Linked DNA regions of Mus musculus: region 2 is linked to region 1. A link is a contact called in public ChIA-PET data. All regions are on one chromosome and are shown on one strand. The core of a region is the stretch at or near the end of the contact, and the rest is flanking DNA. Distances in the headings are between cores, read along the strand shown.

The links. ChIA-PET counts read pairs in DNA pulled down with a chosen protein or histone mark.
Region 2: an SMC1A ChIA-PET map of the G1E-ER4 cell line shows a contact between it and region 1, with 5 read pairs. The contact joins two enhancer-like sites. A contact is called at or near these places in 1 of 15 datasets of contacts at CTCF or cohesin (the G1E-ER4 cell line), 2 of 484 Hi-C or Micro-C datasets (the BV-2 cell line and liver), 1 of 115 datasets of contacts at active chromatin or transcription factors (embryonic stem cells) and 1 of 9 other capture datasets (liver).

What each region holds. Positions count from the first base shown.
Region 1 is chr13:75,730,785-75,737,937 of GRCm38.p6, forward strand. The region is part of intron 2 of Ell2 (elongation factor for RNA polymerase II 2); the gene reads left to right. Among named protein-coding and RNA genes, the nearest start is that of Ell2, 27 kb to the left of the region's middle. Within about 2 kb of position 2,722, at least 25 of the 459 cell types and tissues checked have an H3K27ac peak or open chromatin away from gene starts, as enhancers often do. A contact at or near this core is called in the G1E-ER4 cell line, where this site is marked.
Region 2 is chr13:75,861,955-75,868,835 of GRCm38.p6, forward strand. No RefSeq gene overlaps it. Among named protein-coding and RNA genes, the nearest start is that of Gm41005, 24 kb to the left of the region's middle. Within about 2 kb of position 4,032, at least 24 of the 459 cell types and tissues checked have an H3K27ac peak or open chromatin away from gene starts, as enhancers often do. A contact at or near this core is called in the G1E-ER4 cell line, where this site is marked.

The DNA of each region.
Region 1 (7,153 bases), core at 1,472-3,971:
AGATCTTTCAAACAACATTTTACATATGTTAAAGAAAACCAAATTGCTGGCTCCAGTGTGTGTGTACATTTTCCATTTTAACCTGTATGCTACACCCCATTAACTTGCTACCCTCTTAGATTTGGTGGTCCATTAACAATGCAGGGCAAGAATCCAAGATCCTGATTGCTCAAGCCTTACTCAATAGTGTTAACTTGACATATTATTAAATCTAGAGAAGTTAAAGAGAGGAAATTATAAATGTTTTTGTTGCTGCTAAGAACTTTAAGCACTTTACATATATTTATCTTATCTAATTACTGCATCAGTGCTATAAAAGAGATATTGTTTGGGTTTTATTTATTTATTTATTTATTTATTTATTTTTGATGTGTGAACTGTTACTTCAAAGTTAATGGTACTGAAGTGCCAGAAAACTGGTACGTGGCCTTCCAGTACTTGCTGCAGGAGTCTGCCTTCAGGGTGAGACATGTGTTCTCACCCCTACCTTCCTATGATAAGTGCTGAATTCACATTTTTTTAATTTATTCTCACATTCTCATACACATTCGTTGACCACCTCTCCAGCTGTTAATGAGAGTGATGGTCAGGAAGACTTTAGAGAAGTCCTTTGGGAGATGAATTTGAACGGTTGCAGGACTTGGTTAGTGAGGGAAGAGGGAAATCCATTTTATACCTGAGCTTTCACAGCACGAGCAAAGGCAAACAGGTGTGGCATGGCTCTCCTCAAGGAGCCACTCGTCTGCAAATCTCTGTGGAAGTCTGAACTTTGAAAAGCTTTCCCCTTCATTTTTCTTCCTTACAGCTGGATTCACTATAAGAATACACACACACACACACACACACACACACACACACACACACACAGACTTTCTCAGGAGAAGTTTTGTTTGTTTTTCGAGACAGGGCTTCTCTTTGTAGCCCTGGCTGTCCTGGAACTCACTCTGTAGACCAGGCTGGTCTCCAACTCAGAAATCCTCCTGTCTTTGCCTCCCAAGTGCGGGGATCAAAGGCGTGCGCTACCACTGCCCGTCAGGAGAAGATTTATAATTCATCAGTTTCTGGGTAAGACTTCTGATGGGAGGAATCTATGTCTGCAGACGAATGTATTTCAAACATATTTGCAAATCATTCTGATTAATACAAAACCGTTGTGCATGGGGAGATGCTCAGTGGGTGAAGTCTATGCTGGGCAAGCATGAGGACTAAATTCAGATCTCTGGTGTCCACATAAAAACAGGTGTTGCAGTTGCATCCCTAGACGACAGAGGTAGTAGTACCTTGGGTCTCCATGCTCCAGTTTTAGTGAGAAACACTGTCTCAAAAAAAAAAAAATGTTTTTTTTCTTTTGGAAAGTAATAGAGGAAGATATTCCATGTAGACCTCTGGCTTCTCTGGTCACAAATATGGGCACTTAAGCAATCATATATGCACATATCATACACACACACATACACACACACACACTCATTAGCACACACCAAGACAAAACGTTTCACTTGAAGCCTTAAGACATATGGATATGCACATTCATGAAGCTGAAACAAAAGTTCCACTGCCTGGGATTTATTTTACCTTAACTTCATCTGTACACCGTAATTTTGTTTTTTGTTTGTTTGGTTTTTTTCTCTCATTTAAAAAGAATCCTGTAAATAATTAAAAAGAAATGTTCTAAAGAGGCTGGAGACATGACTCACTCAGGAGCACTCTGCTCTTGCAGAGTTCCTGGGTTTGGTTTTTAGTAACTATTTGGCAGCTAACAACCATCTGTAACACCAGTTCTAGGGGCTCTTCTGATGCCCTCTTTTGGCCTCTGCAGGCACCAGGCACACACATGGTACGTAGACAAACATGCAGACAAAATACCCCCATACTAAACAAATAAAAATAAATAGAAGGAAATTTAAAATAGTAAAAAGAATCCTGGCCAAAGTCCACTGAACTAATGCTATTATCTTCCAGTAGGTTACAATCAATGGCTTTCAGACACTGCAGGAGAGCATCATCTGTTTTAATCTAAGAGTCAGTCGTGTGGTCAGATTTGCATTTTAACATTCTTTGCCAATGGCTGCTTTAACAGAATTACCAGGATTTGGATGATATGGAAGAGGTCAGTGGGAAGAGTAGAGGGGGATCAAGGATAGCTCTGTGTTTATTGTTTGAGAATTTGGTTGGATAGAAAGGAATGAAAACAAGTAGGTGATTGTTTGGGTCGTGCCATGTAGGAGCTGTTTAGGTGGCTTCCCATTACCTCTTCCAGCCTTCTTCTGTCAGAGCACCAGCACTAGAAATTTGTACTAAAAGGGTTTTCAAAAGGCAACTCTCTTCTAGTAAAAGGAGAGAGAGAGTTTTAGAGAGAATTCTGAAATGAAATGTAATTTACAGACTGTTTTTCATCTGTGGAAGATATTTTGTTAGTCATGAATACTTAAATAAGCCCTGATACTAAGAACAGCAGCAGACTGGAGGGGGCTGTGTGTACTAACTCAGTGGTAGGATACACCATAGCATTATAGCTCTACAACAAGGCAGTGACCAAATACAGTGATGTCCTTTTATCAGATTAGTATAGTATTCAGGCAAAAGGCATTATCATGTGGTTTTCATATGATAAATGTTTTAGAAACCAAACACAGTGATAACTGCAGAAGTTCCAATATTGGTTCCCTTTGGTAGGGAAAGGCAGGCTTAGAGGAGGAACCCCAGTTCACTGCAGACATGCTGGTGACTTCACAGATGTGAAGCCTTGTAATTCAAACTGCATTTATTTCTAGAAGTAAATATGTAAATTATGGTTTGCCTTCTTATTACTAATTATAAATGTAAATTTTTTATCTTCATGGGTTAAATGAAAAAGGGAAAAAAAAAAAACTAGAACATATTTCAGTAGATGCCTCCCAAAAGGCAATTTGTTATCTGTATTTTCTAAGTGTGCCATAAACAAATAAAAAAAATTTTGGGAGATGTCAGGCTTGATATGAAAATCTAGGCAAAAAATGAATATTAAAGTATTTTTTTTTTAAGTTGACAAAGGGAATGGAAAAGGCAGGTCTTGAGACTTTATCTGTGGTTAGACACAGCTGAGTATTGTGCTCCTTGGGAACTTGATAGAGCTGCCTCGTCATCTATCTGTGAGGAAAGCCCTCTGTCTGCTCTCTCCCCAGGCAGAGTGCTAGCTTTATCAAAGGTGTGGGAGGAGAGGAGTGTGCCTTCCGAGTTAAGACATAGGGGCAATGGTATTGGGAGGGGTACTGAGGGGTACCGGGGCATTCTATCTGGAAAAGACTGATTAGGGTAGTAAGCTGCAGCAGTTGGTTAGATTTGAAGAGCTGGTGATAGTTAGGTTAACAAAATTCAACTCAATAGAAAACTGATTAAGAACTAAATTGTGTCTACGCCATCCACTAGAAGCTCCCAAGTAAGCCACCCCAGAGAAGAGTAGTTGGGAATATTTCAAAAGCCTTCAGTGTTTTGTCAGGGACAATAGAAATATTAGCCATATTATTGAAGGCAGCAATACTCGGCTAACCGATACTGAGCGTGTTCTTACAGCTCAGGTGGACACCTGTTGTCTTCTCAGTCCAAGTGTTGGTAATTCACTAAAGTCTGTCTTCAAAGATGAGAGTGGGAAGTCACATTGCCGTTGACCAATGACCACGTGCAGTGCTGGCTTGTTTGTCACAGGTGTCTGAAAGTTCTGCATTTGGTGTGAAGATGCTCAGGTGCTTGCAGTTTTGTTTCTTGGTTTTTAGGGAGGGTTGTGTTCTGTGTCTTTCTTAAAGAACTTGAAGAAAAGATTATAAATGCAAGATTAATACTGAAGAAACTCTTAGCATTTTTACAGCTAATGACACTTTTTTTTTTCTTAAAGCTTTCAAAATATTTAAACTGATTGAGTCATGAAGGGCAAGTTTCATATTGATAGCCTAAAATCTAATTTATTTTTATGCCTCCTTTATTGTTTCTGATTGAGAAATGAAGTGAATGAACATTTTAGAACTGTGTAAAGCAAGACAAGAGTAAGTATGAAACAGGAGTGTCTGGGCCAGTGGACAGCAATTCTGGTAGATTTCCCCTAGTCTTTTGGGGTTTTTTGGTTTGTTCTCATTCTCACAAATATATTTTTAAAAGGTTCAGAGGCATCTGAAAATGGTGCTGCATGTCTGTAATCCCAGCACTGGAAGTGATGGCAGGAAGATCAGGAGTTCAAATCCAGCCTCAGCACCATAGTGAGTTTGACATTAGACTGAGTCACATGAGACCTCATTTTTAAAAACCAAAACAAACGCTTAAATAAAGCTTTACAATTGCAGAGTCAGTATATTTATTGATTACTTTTAAAATATTCTATATTTAAAGCTATATTAGGAACATTTTTCAATAATAAAGGTTATATTGAAGTAACCGCCTAACATTTTATTGTTTTAATATCTATCATTTAGTTATTCTATGATTATTTACACTGTTATTATTGCATAATAATGCATAATATTATTGCATAATAACAGTACAGGGAACATCTCTAGGATTTTCTTTTTCACCTCTGTTTCCTCAGGATAGATTCAGGGATGTGTAATATACTAGGTCAGGAAGTAGGAGTGACTTTCAGTAATGCCTCTAGAAGGATGCTGTTTTCTGTCCCCACAGCTCTTTGAAAGTATCTCAGGAGCTGATTCCCCTGGCCAATATTGAATGCATGCTTTGTTTTGTTTTTTACCATTATTTCAAAGTAATCATTTGATAATGTTTAAAAACTAACAGTGTGGGATAGAGAGATAGCTAGGACCTGGGTTTAGTTTCCAGTACCCACATCAGATGGCTCATGACTGCCTAGAACTCCAGGGAATCCAACATCCTCTTCTAGCTCCTGCAGCCACTACACCCAGACACACACACATATACACATAGATACAAATAAAATAAATCTTTTTAAAAACTGACAGTGTGACCTGCTTAATGATCCCTGGCATATGCTAGATACTGTAGTATTTTAAGATGCCATGAAGTAGCAGATGTTTCTGTGTCCCCATTTGGTATCGTCAGGAGTGGTTTTGGTTTCTTTCTTTTCCTCTTTTCTTTTTTCTTTTCTTTATATTACTCATGTTTCTAACCAACATAGTAGGATAGTCTTTATGTTCATAACTGATGATAATTTTTAAGATAATTATCTTATTTCAGTAATTGTAAAATAAGTATGGTATTCATGTAACCTTTTATGTATTTTGTTGTTTTGGCATTTTTGCATATCATTTTTATAGTCTTAAAATTTAACATGCTTGGGTTTCTGCAATCTCCTTTTGATGGCTGTCTCCTGTAAAGGAATATTATAAACTTTTAAGCTAGTAATGTCTTCCCCCTACCCACATGCCATCACACTATTGGCTATTGATGAGTTATTTATTGGCTATTGGTGAGGTCACATAATTTACTATTTCATACAGCACTGTTGTCCTGGAGTGATTGCTTAGTGGGTGGTGGTGGTGCTACTTTCTAGAAGTATATGACTATCTAGAGAATAATCACCGAAGCATTTCATTGTATGCATTCTACACATGCAGTATTGCTCTACTACTACATGTGTATTCATCCTTTCTTTGACAGCATCTCTTCCTCTGTGTAGAGACATCGGCTTAATGGTTCTCATAATAGGCCAGCCATACCATCCCTAGCCATCTTTCAACCCTATATTTCTTAAAGTTATAAATCTACTTATCTGGAGGTTTGACAGGTTTTATTTACATCTTCTATATTTACATCAGGCCTACCAAGGCTCTTTAGAAATCTGAACTATGACCTCTCATTTAATACTTGATGTTTTATATCAGTAGCTATGAAATTAGAAATAGTTTTTATTCCTTTATAGGTTTTAGAAAATTAGCACATCAATTTGAGTTATGAAAATTAAATAGAAATACATTTTATAGAATTGTGTATGTATTTTCTACCTCAGGAATTATTATTTTCAGAGGAGGTATTTGGGGAAAGGTCTATAAAATTCAAATACTACAGGTTTCACTCATCTTGTAGGACTGTGTAGGACTTGTGTAGACACAAGAAGTTTGAAAAAACAAAAAGGAAAGGCTAACTGGTCAACCACCTTTTAAAAATATCTATTAAAGAGGGGGAACCATGGGTAGCCACTAGAAAGTCCCAGATGCCAGGGACCCAAGAGGTTCCCAGGCCCCAACTGGGAGAACATTAGCCAAAATAACCAACAAAGGGGAGAGAGAACTTGTAGAGACCAGGTCCAGTGGATAGGCATGGCCCCCAGTTGAGAGATGGGGCCACCCACCCACCTCAAAAATATTAATCCAGAATTCCTCCTGTCAAAAGGGAATGCAGGGACAAAGAGTGGAGCAGAAACAGAAGGAAAGGACATCCAGAGACTGCCCCACCTAGGGACCCATCCCATCTGTTGACAACAAACTGAGACATTATTGCTGATGCCAAGAAGTGCTTACTGACAAGAGCTCGGTATAGCTGCCCACCAAGAGGCTTTGCCAGAGCCAGATCAACACAGCCAAACATTGGACTGGGCACGGGGACTCCAGTGGAGAAGTTAGGGCAAGGAATGTAGGAGCTGAAGGGGTTTGCAACCTCATAGAAAGAAAAACAATATCAACCAACCAGACGCCCCAAATCTCTCAGGGACTAAAACCATCAACCAAAAAGGGGATTCTCATGACTCCAGCTGGATATGTAGCAGAGGATTTGCCTTATCTGGCATCACTGAGAGGGGAGCCCTTTGGTCCTGTGGAGGCTCAATGCCCCAGCATAGGGGAACGCAAGTGTGCTGAGGCAGGAGTGGGTGTATGGGAGAGCACCCTCATAGAAACAGGGAGGAGGGAATAGGGGGCTTGTGGAGGGGAAATTGGGAAGGGGGATAGCATTTGAAATGTAAATAAATTAAATACCCAATAATAATAATAATTATAATTAAATAACTGGTCAACATTATTTTTTTACATTTGTTTAAAAAAATTTTTTAAGGCCAACTGGTCGAGCTGTTTCCAGAAATTAAGTCAGGGAGAGGAGAGAAAGGGATGGGAAAATATAGACAACCAATAGACTCTATTACAGGACCAGCGACAATGTTGGAATCAGAGGTATATGCCACAACATGCACCAGGCTAACTAAAGATTTATTTTTTAA
Region 2 (6,881 bases), core at 2,782-5,281, 130 kb after region 1:
AAACCACAAACATCTTGAGTGCTGCACAGGTGTACCAGGATACAGGTGAATCCAATTTGATGGAGATATGCCCCTGCTGCCCTGATTAGCTGAAGCTGCGTGCCTGGTGAGGTGGCGTGGCCTGCTGTGCGTGGATGGGAACTGAGAGTATATAAGAGTGAGAGGCCCGGGTTAGAGGGAGGATTATTATTCGAGAGAGGATTGTTATTATTGGGAGATATAAAAACAAGGGAGATATAAAAACAAGGGAGATATAAACAAGGGAGATATAAACAAGGGAGATATAAACAGGGGAGATATAAACAAGGGAGATATAGAGAAAGAAGAAATAGGACTGAATAAACGTGTGCAGAAGGATCCTGTAGCAGCGTCGTTCTTGCTGGCGAGTTGGGGGCGCGCTCGACAGTTGGTGCCGAAACCCGGGAAAAGAAACATCTTCAGGCACGAGCGAAGACCCCTGCTACAGGGAGGATTCAGAACTGCATCACGGGGAAGGAGTGGTTAATAAAAGTTCCTGTAAAACAGACTGTTGAGAAGGATCCGGTGTGGATTCAGAACTCTTCAGCTGGGGAACGGTACTGATGAAGAGAAAGAAGAAAGATGAAGACTGAATAAACTGCTGTTAGAAGGACTGGTGGTCGCATCGTTCTTGCTGGTCGAGAGCAGACGCGACAATTGGTGGCCCGTACGGGGAACCGACTCCCCCACCGAGTTCAGAACTTTCAGCAGTCAGTGGTTGCCGGCAGGGTAAGTTCACGGTGAGTGAAACTTGCAACCCCAGGAGTTTGGGAAGGACCTCGGATAAAATAGAGGTGAGCATAAAGTTGCCAGGAAGTAGGCACAAAGTAACCCAGGAGTTTGGGAAGGACCTCGGATAAAATAGAGGGGAATATAAAGTTGCCAGGAAGCAGGCACAAAGTAACGATAGGTTCCCAGTTTTGGGATAAGTTAAGGTTCCCGGTTTGGGGACAAGTTAAGGAACTATGATAACCTCAGTGTAGTGATCAATAGATCCTCGCTGTGTAGTTATGCTTTTTTCTCCCATTGACCCTTTGTGGGTAGGTCTGATAGTTTTGGTCTTGTTTGTTCTGATATATGGACTCTGTTACTGTTTGAAACTGTGTGTAGAGGCAGTCAAGACAGGTCAGAAAATCCTTACAGAGCAACAAGAAAGTATGTCGGAAGAGGAAAAGGGCTTAAAAAGAAAAAGGAAAAAGAAAGGAGACACAGTGTTATCAGGTGGACAGAAAGGACAGGACAACAGAGCTGAGGCAGAGGAGGAAGGCGAATTAGCTTCTGCGCCTCCTCCCTATGCCTCCTCAGCAGCCGCATATAGGCAGACCTTCTGTCCAGAGATTTGGTGTATTGACCCCCCAGATGAACACACAGGTGATTGAGGTTATGGTCTCATTACCACGAGGTATTGTGTCCATCTCCCCTGGGGATCGACCAGATCCGGTATTGACATGGGCGAGAGGGTCTGTTTGTGTGTTTCCACAGGACCAGACGGAACCTCTTTGGGTGCTGGAGAGATTGGTGAGACGCTGCAAGAATGAGGCTCCTGATCCAGTTGCCCCTGTGGATGTGGTGGATGATCCCACAAGCACAAAGGATGGAGCCAAGATGAGAGATCCTTTCGGTATTCCAGAAGCCGATACCAGCTCGACATGACATTCAAATTTTTCCATGCTTTTTGATCCCTAAATTCCCCTTAAAGAGATAGCCCCGCTGGCCATCTATCCCTTGCTTCAGGGAAGATGAGCGGGGATGAGAGCCCTGGGATGTATGCTTGTTATAGTGTGTGTGTGTGTTGTGTGTTTGGCACATGTGTTAGGTGCAGAGTGTGCAGGCCCGCACTTTCGCCATGGTAGCGTAGGCTTTTGCTGCAGTGGTGGCAGGACAATCTCCTCAGATTCGGTTTGCCGCTCTAAAAGAAATTATGCTGCGTTATGCCGTGGGGTGCAAGGCTAAGCACTGCACAGAGGATAGCTTGCTGTTGGCATCCTGTGGAAGGCATGTCTGATTGCATGAAGGTTCAGTGTCCTAGTTCCCTTTCCCCAGGAAAAACGACACGGGAGCTGGCCAAGACCTCTCTGGGTGATGAGCCTAAGGGATGGTTTTGTGTAGGGCCCCTATGCTTGCACACTGGGGATCAGACCTCTACCTTCACCCATGAGGCTTGCTTGCAGCAATTAAGATCTGGCCATAAGTTAATTAACATCCTGGCCTTTTGATGCACCTGCCGCAAGCAAAACACAAGCTCCCCAGGTGTGGCTTGGCATGATAGAGAGGTAGTCAGTGATAAGACTCCCTGGGCATGTCACCAACCTAAGACAGGGATCAAACCAATGCTGTTTGTCTCCCAAAGACAGGTAAGGGGCATGGTTGCGGGGGGCTATCTACAGACATTCTCTCTGCCAAAAAAGAAAAAAGGGGGAATTGTGGGGAGCGGGTGTGGCGGCAGTCCCAAAGGCGCCAGAGACTGCAGCTAAGTCATATGACTTGCACCTGACTTCCTCATATAAACCACAAACATCTTGAGTGCTGCACAGGTGTACCAGGATACAGGTGAATCCAATTTGATGGAGATATGCCCCTGCTGCCCTGATTAGCTGAAGCTGCGTGCCTGGTGAGGTGGCGTGGCCTGCTGTGCGTGGATGGGAACTGAGAGTATATAAGAGTGAGAGGCCCAGGTTAGAGGGAGGATTATTATTCGAGAGAGGATTGTTATTATTGGGAGATATAAAAACAAGGGAGATATAAAAACAAGGGAGATATAAACAAGGGAGATATAAACAAGGGAGATATAAACAGGGGAGATATAAACAAGGGAGATATAGAGAAAGAAGAAATAGGACTGAATAAACGTGTGCAGAAGGATCCTGTAGCAGCGTCGTTCTTGCTGGCGAGTTGGGGGCGCGCTCGACAAGAACATTGTATTTTTGTATAGTATTTAATTTGATAAATATAAAGTTCTCAGCCAAACTATGAGAAAGGAAGAGTTATTTGTAACTTCCTGGACTCAATGACAAAAGTTGGCTTAGCCAAACTTGGCCTCTCTAGTCTTTTCATCTTAAAAAGGTGATTAGTGACTGGGATGCAATATTTCTTCCAATTCTTATAGAGAAGCTGAATATATATTGTATATCAGAAGACAGTAAAAAAGGTAGGCAACTCAAGCGAACATGGATGAGATAGTGTTAAATTTTATCATAGTAAAGAAAATGTCTGCATATGTCAATTTTATGATAAAGTTGAAGCAAAAAAATTAATACTTTGAATTCCTCATGCAAGTGCAGTAAAATTGATGATTATTTAAGTGTCAATAGATATGAGGTATTGCCTGTGTATTTTGGTAAAAAGTGGGATTTCTTACCCCAAAACATTAAAATTGTCTTTGAACTCCTTTAAAAATCCATATAGACCATTAAAGAAAACCACAACCAATCAAAAGGCAGAGTTGTTGAGCCCAGTTCCAACCGATACATCTAAAATACAACTCCTGTACCCAAGGCTCAGGGATAATTGCAGGAGAGTGAGAGAAAACAAGGTAGAGGCAGAGGAATGTTTGCTCTACAATTACTTGTGCCTCCTAGAAGTGTCAGGTACTACACCTCTAGAGTCTCACCAACATGAAACAAGAACTGAAGTGGGACAATACCAACAGATGTGTGTGTGTGTGTGTGTGTGTGTGTGTGTGTGTGTGTGTGTGTGTGTGTAAGCCCATGGAGCCTTAACCTAAGACAGAGAACTACAGCCTGAGCAAAGCTGAGAGCTGGAGAAATTGTTTCCCAGGGAAGAGCATAGTAATTGGTTATCTAATACTACATTGTCATTCCTGAAAATGCATGCATGCTGTTAAGTCTCAAATTCAGAACCAGTCTCACCTAGTACCTGTGGGCCCTCCTATCATTTCTCACCCCACCACCCTGCCCTAAAGCATTCCAGGAGCTAGGCTTCCACTTACCTTCCCCAGCCTGATTACTGTAACTCAGCCTTTTTGGCTACACCAGGCTGTTGGCCTCTTGGCACCAGGTTGACTCATCTTATCTCTCCTTAGCAGGTCTTCTCTTGCTTTCCCTCCCCTGCTCTCCTCTCATGGTCTGGTTTAGTCAGCTGGCCATGTTCAGCCTGGCTCTTCCTTCTCTCTTTTCTACACTAAGGAGTGGCCACATCCTCCTCTGCTCATTTCATTTTTTCATCTACATACAAATCACATTATACAGACTGAGCAGCTATATTCATGTATTTAGAAATACACACATCTACGCACACACACACACACACACACACACACACACACACGCGCGCGCGCGCGCACACACACACACACACACACACACTAAATCCACTAAAATAAATAACTTTCTGAATTTAATTTTACATTAGTTGAAAATTTGGAGCAAACATGTAAAAAACCCAGCATTCAGAATATGTCCAAAGATCTTAGGAGAGAATGAGAGCAGAGGTCTATAAACATTATGACAGGAGGAGACTGTGTGGCCACCACAACCCAATGTCTGACTCCAGCCTCCACCTTGACAAGACGTCTGCACCACTGCCCGGGAGCCAACACTATAGGGACGCCTAGGTAGGTCTTTGGTCAATTGCCTGTGAGGCAGAATTGGAAAAGAAAAAAGAAAAAAAAGATAGGGTTAGGCTGCTAGGATAGGGTGAGCCTTTGAGGCTGGGGCAGAATGGGGGGGGGGCGAGGAGAGACATGGGGAAACGGTGTCAACAGTGCTGCAGAGTTGTTTGTTCCCTAGGTTCTCCCATTGTGGCCTATGAGCACATGACGTGGCACATCAGCATTGTCTGGAAATGTGTCCTAATGTGCCTTCCTTCTACCTACCCTGGGTGATGAAACTCTCCATTCAGACCAAAGCCCAGCAGCCCATGCTTTAATTAGCCCTCAAAGGGTCACCCTTGGTTGCTGCTGTGAACACTGGAAAAGCAGGTAACACTGAGACCTCAGAGAGTAAATGACTCAGCCAGCTGTTTACTGGACTGTTTGGTCTGCTGTATAGAAGAGGCTCATTGTGGTTATGTCAATTCTCTTGCAGTTCTGGAAGTCATGAATCCGAATGTCAAAGTTTTGGCGGGCTGTTTCCTTAGGCTCAAGTCCTTTTCTCTGTTGCCTTAGCTTTCCAAGCTGTCCTTAGCCCTTGGCTCTTGAACCTCCATCTTTGTCTTCAGGAGCAGGCAGCACCTCCAAATCTCAAACTATTCACACTATCTCCCCAACACTATTGCTTCGCACTTACAAGGGTCTCATGAGAATAATTTTCCATCTCAAAATCCTTCACAGCACCAGTCAACTTCTCCATGAAAAGTAACGAGTTAACTCTGGCGGGGTGTGGACACCTTTGTGAGGCTGCTCTTCTGGTTTACAGTGGGGAGCTCTAATGAGAATGTGCACTAGTCACTTGCTTATGATCATGTAACTCAATCCCATGCTAGTCAACTTTGCATTACTGTGAAACATCCAGGATTAATACTGTGGCTCATAGTTTCAGTCCAGTCTTTGTCACACTGCCATGTCAGCAAGAGAAACACCAGCCCTCTGGAGTCCTAGAAGCTATACATATTAGGAGCAAAAACAATTTACTGTGGCTTACATAGAACCAGGAATTGGTCTAGATAAGAATGGGCATGTCAGCCGGGCATGGTGGCACACACCTTTAATCCCAGCACTTGGGAGGCAGAGGCAGGCAGATTTCTGAGTTCGAGGCCAGCCTGGTCTACAGAGTGAGTTCCAGGACAGCCAGGGCTACACAGAGAAACCCTGTCTCGAAAAAAACCAAAAAAACCAAAACCAAACCAAAACAAAAAAAAGAATGGGCAATTGTATATATATTGTGTATAACAGGGCGAGTTTTCTATCCATTCCATCCCAGAAGACGTTTTCCATCTTCTCATCCCATTTTCAGCTCCACTTACAGTGAAGCCCACTAGTCAGATCTATCTTAAAGATCATTTATGCAGACTCTGCAGTTCCTCGATGGCTTTTCATGTATCATATTTCCTTTCTATATTTTACATTCACAGAAAACTTCACCCTGAACACCAAGCCCACAGGGAGATCAGTTACTGACAGCACAAACAGCAGTTGAGTGGGAGCCTGCTTTCCACTTCTCACTTGCAAGTTTGTAATTATTTCTACTTCTAGGCACTCTAACCGTTTCAGAAGCAGTTGGGCTCAACATTACCAGCACATACACTAAGTATATAATACATAATTGTGCTAGGCCTGTGCCTGATGGAGGGTTAGAGAGATAAATCAAAACATGGGTCCTGTCCACAAGGGGTAGCCAAGAGAGACCACTGACAAACAATACCTAGAAATTTTGTAAATGTTTTAAGTTCTACAACAAAAGTATGGACAAGTAGCTAAGGAAAGACACATGTAGAAGTAATTGAGTCGTTCTGAGAGCATCATAGAAAGCAAGAGAAATGTTTAAATTGGATTGTCTTGGATATACAAGATTCTGCAGTAGGGAATAGCCACCTAACCCAAGGCACAGAAAGAATACATGGTATGAAGTATACAGATAATCTCAATTAACAACAAGGGATCAGGACAGGACAAATGTTCTCCCTGCGAGAGGAGTATCTGGGTAGAGAAGTCAGGTTTACCAAAGCCCTTATTAGCCCAGAGAGCTATGGATGGGAAGGTACACACCTAGTTCTTCATAGAGGGGGCCGCACTCCTAGATCAGGTTTCTGTTATGATTTTACTGTGGAGCCCTTGGGGAACTGAGCAAGCTTTACAGGTAGTTCACTTGCACAAGGGCTTCACACACTGTACACAATGTGCCTTCATGTTATGGCTGCTCTTCTTTCTCCTATTTGGGTTCCTCAGGCCTTGGAAACTCCATTTT